2 separate regions of the Drosophila melanogaster genome follow, and region 2 is linked to region 1. The links are chromatin contacts, called in public Hi-C maps. All regions are on one chromosome and are shown on one strand. The core of a region is the stretch at or near the end of the contact, and the rest is flanking DNA. Distances in the headings are between cores, read along the strand shown. Region 1 holds the start of CG2126. Region 2 holds the start of krz (kurtz).

The links. A called contact is a pair of places that touch in the nucleus more often than the background predicts.
Region 2: a Hi-C map of the Kc167 cell line shows a contact between it and region 1, with 5 times the contacts expected there. The contact joins the promoter of krz here to the promoter of CG2126 in region 1. A contact is called at or near these places in 4 of 107 Hi-C or Micro-C datasets (the Clone 8 cell line, the Kc167 cell line, the ML-DmBG3-c2 cell line and 1 more) and 2 of 6 datasets of contacts at active chromatin or transcription factors (both in the Kc167 cell line).

What each region holds. Positions count from the first base shown.
Region 1 is chr3R:31,774,645-31,778,313 of dm6, reverse strand. CG2126 reads left to right here and starts at 1,662. Exons shown (of 6, transcript NM_143638.4): 1 at 1,662-1,869; 2 at 1,932-2,065; 3 at 2,118-2,330; 4 at 2,394-2,566; 5 at 2,621-2,755; 6 at 2,812-3,265. The coding sequence starts at 1,762. The coding sequence ends at 2,963. faf (fat facets) reads right to left here and starts at 896. Exons shown (of 19, transcript NM_001260461.1): 1 at 750-896; 2 at 563-676; 3 at 1-142. It overlaps sip3 (septin interacting protein 3), which reads right to left. Exons shown (of 6, transcript NM_001276223.2): 6 at 3,151-3,669. The coding sequence ends at 3,595.
Region 2 is chr3R:32,049,828-32,053,409 of dm6, reverse strand. krz (kurtz) reads left to right here and starts at 1,417. Exons shown (of 2, transcript NM_080249.5): 1 at 1,417-2,141; 2 at 3,541-3,582. The coding sequence starts at 1,571. It overlaps mod (modulo), which reads right to left and starts at 1,350. Exons shown (of 6, transcript NM_079875.3): 1 at 1,234-1,350; 2 at 1,014-1,090; 3 at 433-929; 4 at 1-164. The coding sequence starts at 675.

The DNA of each region.
Region 1 (3,669 bases), core at 413-2,912:
CTTCTGCTTGTCCAGTTTGGGAGTTCCCCGCTGATTTGCTGTTTCTTGAGGCACAGTTGGTCGGTTAGTTGGACTTCTTGCTCTGGGCTCCCTCTTATTGTCCTTTTTCCCAATGCCTGGTCAGCGGCCAGTTTGCAAAAATCTATAAAGTGCAACGAAGCGAAAGAGGCAATAAGAGGCGGATAAATACAGCGCTAAGAGAGAGACCGAAAAGGCCCACATGTGTACGAAGCTCAGTTTTGGGTGTGTGAGTGGTCCTGCGTGTGTGTAAGAGAGCGCTGGGTTGGAATATGAAAAATCAATATTATTTAATAGACGGGGCAGCAAGCGCCAAATAATGCTCCAAAAGCACACAAATTACGCTCTCACCCACTCACACGCACGCACGCTCACCCACAGAACCCTCTCTTTTTGTGTGTGCGTTTGAGTTTAATTTAAAATTGTTTTTGTTTTACGCCTCGCTCTTCATTCTTATTTATTTATTGTTATTTTTTTGGGCAAACAAAGAACATTTTCCTGCCGAAAATTACATCACGTCCAAGTTTACGGATTTTGCACTCACTCTCTATCTCTCTCCGCCCGGCATCATCCTTAAGCGGAATGTCGGTCGGTGGGTGGGAGCCACTGGTGGAAAAAGGGGCGGGGAAAGGGTGTAGGCGAAGGGTGGTGAAAATAACTACGCATAAAGTTATAGAAAGATGCCAAAATTAGCGGTTCATTGGGTGTGTCGAGGGCGGTAAATTGCTCACATTCTTTCTATAGCTTTAAAAGTTGTAAGAGATTAACGGAAGTCACCCAAGGACGGCGGCCAGTGCGGCTTTTTATTATTTTTCACTGTTTTTTCACGCGCACACACACTTCCTCACGCGCACGTACATTTATTTTTCGCAAATGGAATCGAGCGAACTGACGACCGAGTCCCAACTTTTCGCAGGCCTCAAAATGGGCGATTGCTCTTCCTTTCGCCTTTGCTCTGGACAGCGGGGAGCCCTTACTTGGCTGCGCCACTCGAAGCTAGTCGCGGTAACTATTTCGCGAATATTGAGCTTACAAATCAGCCGGCCAATAGACAAAATGGCGTCTGCCGTTGCTGTTGTTCTGCGGTCAACTCCAATTGCCATTGCTTTTTACCTGCCTGCCCGACGGCGAAGAGCTGCGTATCCTGCGAGCGTCGCGGTTGCGGCCACAGGGTTTTTTCTACCCGCTCGTTGTCCAATTCGCGTTAAATAAATTATATTTAAGCTATTTCTTTTGCTAGGGTTGTGCAGTTCGGGCGAACTAGTTATGAATTGAACCGGTTCGCGCGGTGCTTTTTACCAGAGTTATCAGGCCATGCCAAAAGCGCGCCTATCGAACTGGTTTATGTGGTACATATAAGGGACCCTAAATTTAAATTTCTGGCAATTGGGATTTCAAATAAAATCAAATCATTGAAATGCACTGTAAGAATGTACACTCTACTAGTCATGTTTAATTGTAAATAAATATATAAAAACATATAGTATTATTAATTTGATCAAATTAGAAAGCAGTCTTAGGGCCCATTATATAATCTGTAGAAAATAATTTCCTTATTTTTAATACATTTCGCATGTGCTTCTGATGTATTATCATTTTATAAATTAGTATTAATTTAAGTGCACGAACAACCTATTCGTTTATTCAGTGGTCCTACTGATAACGATAAGTCCGATATCGATAGGAGTATTGTTTTTATTTTGTTTAATGTAATATACAATACGAAGTAATTGTTTTGATTTCATGAGAATGTACGACGCGTTGGAACGCTGCCCAGGAGCCTACTGTGGGCGATCACCGCTAGGAAACAACAGCTGGAGCAGCTGCGGGGTCTGTCCCAGAGGATCTCGGGTTAATGTTCTAGCATCCTTCGGAACGGCGCCTGGAAAATAATTTACTTTTATATTGTTCAGGTGAACCAAAGTTACGCATGCTCTCCATGCCGCGACGAGTTAAGCACGTACTCCTGGCTATACCTGGGATTCATGACCATGCTGCCACTTATGATGCACTGCTTTTTCATTGACATGGACGCCAAGGATCGCAAGTGAGTGAACTAATCAAACTGGAAGAAGAACTTACTTAGTGAATTCACATAGGTTTTCGCGGAAGCAGCTGATCTTGACGGCCAGCGCTTTCGTTGAGGTTGCCATATCTGCCATCCTCGCCACCTTGCTAATGGAGCCCATGTGGGAGCTGCGCCTCTACGCCTGTGATGTTCGAAAACTTACTGACTGGTACACATTGTTTTACAACCCCAGCCCCAATTATGAGGCACGAGTCTACTGCACCCAGGAGGCAGTTTACCCATTGTAAGACCCAGCCACCCAAGGCTCCAGGTGTTCACAATAGTCACTTTAATGTTCAATTTCCAGGCAAACCATCGTGCTGGTTTTCTACTTTCTGTGCCTGGTGAACATGTTTCTCATACGCCCGCTAGTCAGCAAAATTATGGATGTGGGGGGCAGAAGCAAGGCGCCGATTTACTCGGCTCTTTACTTCCTGCCCCTGCTCACCTTTATCCATGCGTTAGGATGTGGGTTGATCTGTGAGTACTTAAGTGCTTGCTAATATTTTGGTCTTGAGATCTTTTCTTTTTCAGATTACTCCTTTCCGTACCTTAGCGTGGCCATATCCATGGTAGCCAATGCCATCCACTATTCCCTCAAACTGGATCAAACCCTAAAGGCATTGGTTCACTCGTCGGTGTGGGAGTTAAAAAACGTGGTCATCATAGGTAAGCAAAGTGCGCATTCACCATACATAAAGTATACCAGCAGCTTACTTTCCCAGCTGTGCACTGGATGTTGTTGGCCTACGGCCTCACCTCCCTGAATTACCACTATGCCTTTATGTGCTTGGTGCCCTTCCCCACACTGTTCTATATTTTGACCGTACGTTTCACGGATCCTGCCGAGTTCCGGGAGCTGGAGTCGAGAATTTGATGCGGCGACGTCCAGATGCAAATTTTTCACGCCCGGGGAACTCGTCGATCGACTGTTGTTATCTATGTGTAGTGTACGCGTCAATTAATTTATTTACATTTAGTATGTAGCTCAGACTCAGACCTGTTCCGAGTATAATTGCGGCTCTAAAAGCCGTTGAGAAACAAATTTAGGAGCAGGTCTATTTAGTGTTTTCGTCGCACAAGCTTAATTCATTCTTCGTTCTTTTCGTTTTAATTATATTTCACATTAATTATACACATATAGTAATATTAAATACAAATCATCAGTTTCCCATCTCTAAAATAGTTTTTACACAATACGTATTGCTACATATTGGATTTGGATGCCGCATTTCGCGTTTCACGTTCAGATCCTTCGTTCCAGTGTGTGAAGTCGGAGGCATCGTAGTCGTCTTTGTCGTCATCGTCGTAATATTCCCATATCGTAGAAAAAATAACAGAAGTCAAGGACAAGGTGCAGCAGATGAAGAGCGAAGTATAAAGGAAATCAATACCAGCCAAGAGAATTAAGTGTGATAAACGCAAGCACATTTTTTTTTTTTTTGGGATGAGAGTTGTCGCTGCCGGTTTTTTTTGTTTTGGAGTGTTGACATCAGATTGTAGGGCGTCTATTCCGCTGTCGTGCGTTCATTAGTGGCTGCAGACTTGTTCCGCTCTTCAAGGAACTTCAAACGGCGCTTCCT
Region 2 (3,582 bases), core at 168-2,667, 280 kb before region 1:
GGCGCTTCTTCATCATCATCGGATTCATCTACCTCATCCGCGCCTTCACTTTTGGAAACCTCACCAGGCTCCAACTCATCGTCATCATCATCTTCCTCATCGTCACTATTGTACTCTTCATCTTCCTCAGCCTCGTCGTCAATTAAGCCCGCTGCCTCTTCGGTCTGAAAAGTAGACAATTTTCTTATAACCGCTGATGGGAGAGCACCAATAAAGACAATTTTTTTTTTATCGATATATGAACCGAGTCGGTATAAAACCAGAGGATCGTGGGTTATGTGCACTCGTCTTATAATTATAAAATCTTTACAACCACGTGGCAAAGAAAACGTAAAATGGATTCTTATCCATGCAGATCTATATATACGTGCATACTATGCATGTAATGTTAGCCATATCCATTCAGAAGACCACGTTTTTTTTATAGCTTACCTCAAAGTCGCTGTCGTCCCCTGGCTGCTCGTCATTTTGCTCCTCCACATCAGACTCGTCCTCTTCACTGAACTGCGGCACTTCTTTAACAGGCTGTTTTCTGGATTTTTTGGAAGGCGATTGGGGGACTACTGTCTCCTCTTCCTGTACCTTTGTGGACTTGGTTACCCGTTTGGCCAAAGGCTTTTCCTCTCCATTCGTAGCTTTTTTTCCTTTGACGGTGACGGCTTTCTTTTGGGCCATTTTGACAGCTTTTAGAGGTTTTCTGGGCAAAATTAGCAAAGTCAAGTTTGGACTGAACAACGCGTGGTTTCGTTCAATAAAATGCACGTGGAAAAGAGGGACAGAACAGTGTGACCGTTGTGCTCTATCGGTGCTAAGGCTGATTAAATAAAGTATTTTAGAGACTTCAATCTCATTTTTATAGCTCTATTCCACTACTAAATATGGTTTAAAGTCCGTTCATGCACATGTATACATATAAAAATAATAAAAGCCTTTAAAAAATAAAATAAATATTAAACAGTTTATATAAAGTATTTATTTAAGACTTAGGATACAATCTATGATTAGATATTTACCAACGGTCTGATTTTACATGTGTTTATACATTCCAAATGGTAAGTTTCCTCAATCATCAGCTATGAATCATCTGTTTCTAAAGGAATTTATAATATATATATTATATTTCATTAAAAAGCCAAGTCAACCTGCAGTTGCATTTTATCTTAGTAGGAAACTTAATGTTAATTCAAGCAATTGTTAATGGTATTGAAAGAAAAATTATTAAAAGTCACTTACTATGGGCCAGGGCACACTTAGGAAATATAAATAGGTGCCAAAAATGCAAAATAAATATTAATTATAGGCTGCGATTATGGTACGACCAAACATATATCGGTTTGTTCGCACTGAATTGAAATACCAGAGAAGTACATAATTTGTTAGTATGTAATATTCCCTGGTATTTTTCCAATGACTGTCAAGCAGTGCTGGTAAATGGCGGAACAAGTATACACATAAAAAATTAAATTGCAGCACAAGTCCCGCAACGCACACATATATTTATTTAACGGAGTTCCAATTAAGCAGGAACAGCAGAAAAGCAGAATAACAAGCATAACCGCCAAATAACATAATGAACGGTGGTGGTGGAGGAAGTGGAGGAGCAAATGTGAGCAATGGCTCCAGCACCAATGTAACAGCTGCCGGGAGCACTGGGGGCGGAAGCGCAGGCGACGAGACTGGTGGAGATGCCAGCTCCAGACGCCAGGCGACTCGGGTGTTTAAGAAGAGCTCCTCCAACGGCAAGATAACAGTTTACCTTGGCAAACGGGACTTCGTCGACCATGTCACGCACGTGGATCCCATTGACGGTGTTGTCTTCATTGATCCAGAGTACGTAAAGGACCGTAAGGTTTTTGGCCAGGTGCTTGCCGCCTTTCGGTACGGACGTGAAGACCTAGATGTTTTGGGATTAACGTTCCGTAAGGACCTGTATCTGGCGCATGAGCAGATCTATCCGCCCATGCAGCTGGACCGCCCGATGACCCGGCTTCAGGAAAGGTTAATTAAAAAGCTGGGGCCGAACGCCCATCCGTTTTATTTTGAGGTTCCGCCCTATTGCCCAGCCTCTGTGTCCTTGCAGCCGGCTCCTGGAGATGTGGGCAAGTCTTGCGGAGTAGACTACGAGCTGAAGGCCTTTGTGGGTGAGTCTTTGTGGGTCTGATCTTGTGGGTGTGTCCGTATACGGTGGTCAGTCAAAGTCAAAATCATTGATATTTCGCAGTGTGGCACATACCGTGTTTATTATATATGTTGCAATACATTAAATTTACAAATTTACAAATTTTTCTTTTTTCTTTACAAATTTTTCTTTTACCTTAGAGCAGTTAAATTGCGGGTACTATTGTTTCTGAGAATAAAATAATTTATTAAGAATATGGTTACAGTAGCAAAACTAGCTTTGTTCTTTTCTATAGAAGTTAGACTGTAAATTTCTTATATGTGTGGTTTTGTGTAAGTTAGCGCGTGCATCACGCGGTTGGGAACACAGGGTTAATCAATCCAACTACGTCGGGCTGATGACGCAGCGTTCACCTAATTGAAATTCGACACTTCTAATTGGAATTTGAATCAACCGAAGTTGCAGCGCAGTTAATGCTGTTGTTCGCCTTAACCAGGCGCCGCAGTTGGCGGTCTGACGATTTGTGTGCCAACAGCAAAGATCTTACATAGTTTCAAAATGTTTATTTGTTTAGTTTCTAATCTGTATTTAATAATTAAAAAAAGGTTTAAAGAATTTGTGCTTTATTTTATTAGTAGAAAGGTTTTTGGTTTCTGTAAATTTTAAATTTTTCATATTTTCGTACGATCGCCGAGCTCCACTCGCATATATATTATGTGCCCGTGGCACCCCCTTAATACATTCTCTGTTCAATAAATATTATTACCTATTGCCCTATTTTGTTTACACATTTTTGTGCTTTTATAGTTTCTGTTGGAATTTTATTATTATTCAGCAGCCAAATTGTTTACTGTTATAAACAGAGATTAATAAAATAGCAGCAATTGGCGTGTTGTTGGGTAAAAGAGTTTATAACAAGAACTTAATATTTATTTTTTCTGTATATAAGCCCAAATTCAATTTAAGAATAAAAACAACAATGTTGGAATTTGTACAGTTGGAAGAAACGATTTCTCAGTGCTTCTCTGCTTCCCCTCATGACAATTGAGTCAGCATTTTTATTTACTTTGCGTCTGTTCAATTGTGTATCTAATGTTCCTAGCTTTTATGTTTTTGGGATAACCAATTATATATATTTATGCGTATTTTTAAAGCAATGCTATTGATGATCAATTAAATGAATGTATATGCATATATATGAATAATATATATATATATATATATATATATATATATCCATATGTAAATGCCAGTAATTGTCGGCTTGTGATTAAACATCGTGGAATTCTATACATGATAGACTCAACATCAACGACAAATTTTGTAACGAATCGGACTACTGACACACCCGAGCGTCATGGGTTTTCTTCAACAAACATACATACATTGATGCCATTATTCATAATGTTTATCACTAATAGGTGAGAACGTGGAGGACAAACCCCACAAGCGGAACTCGGTGC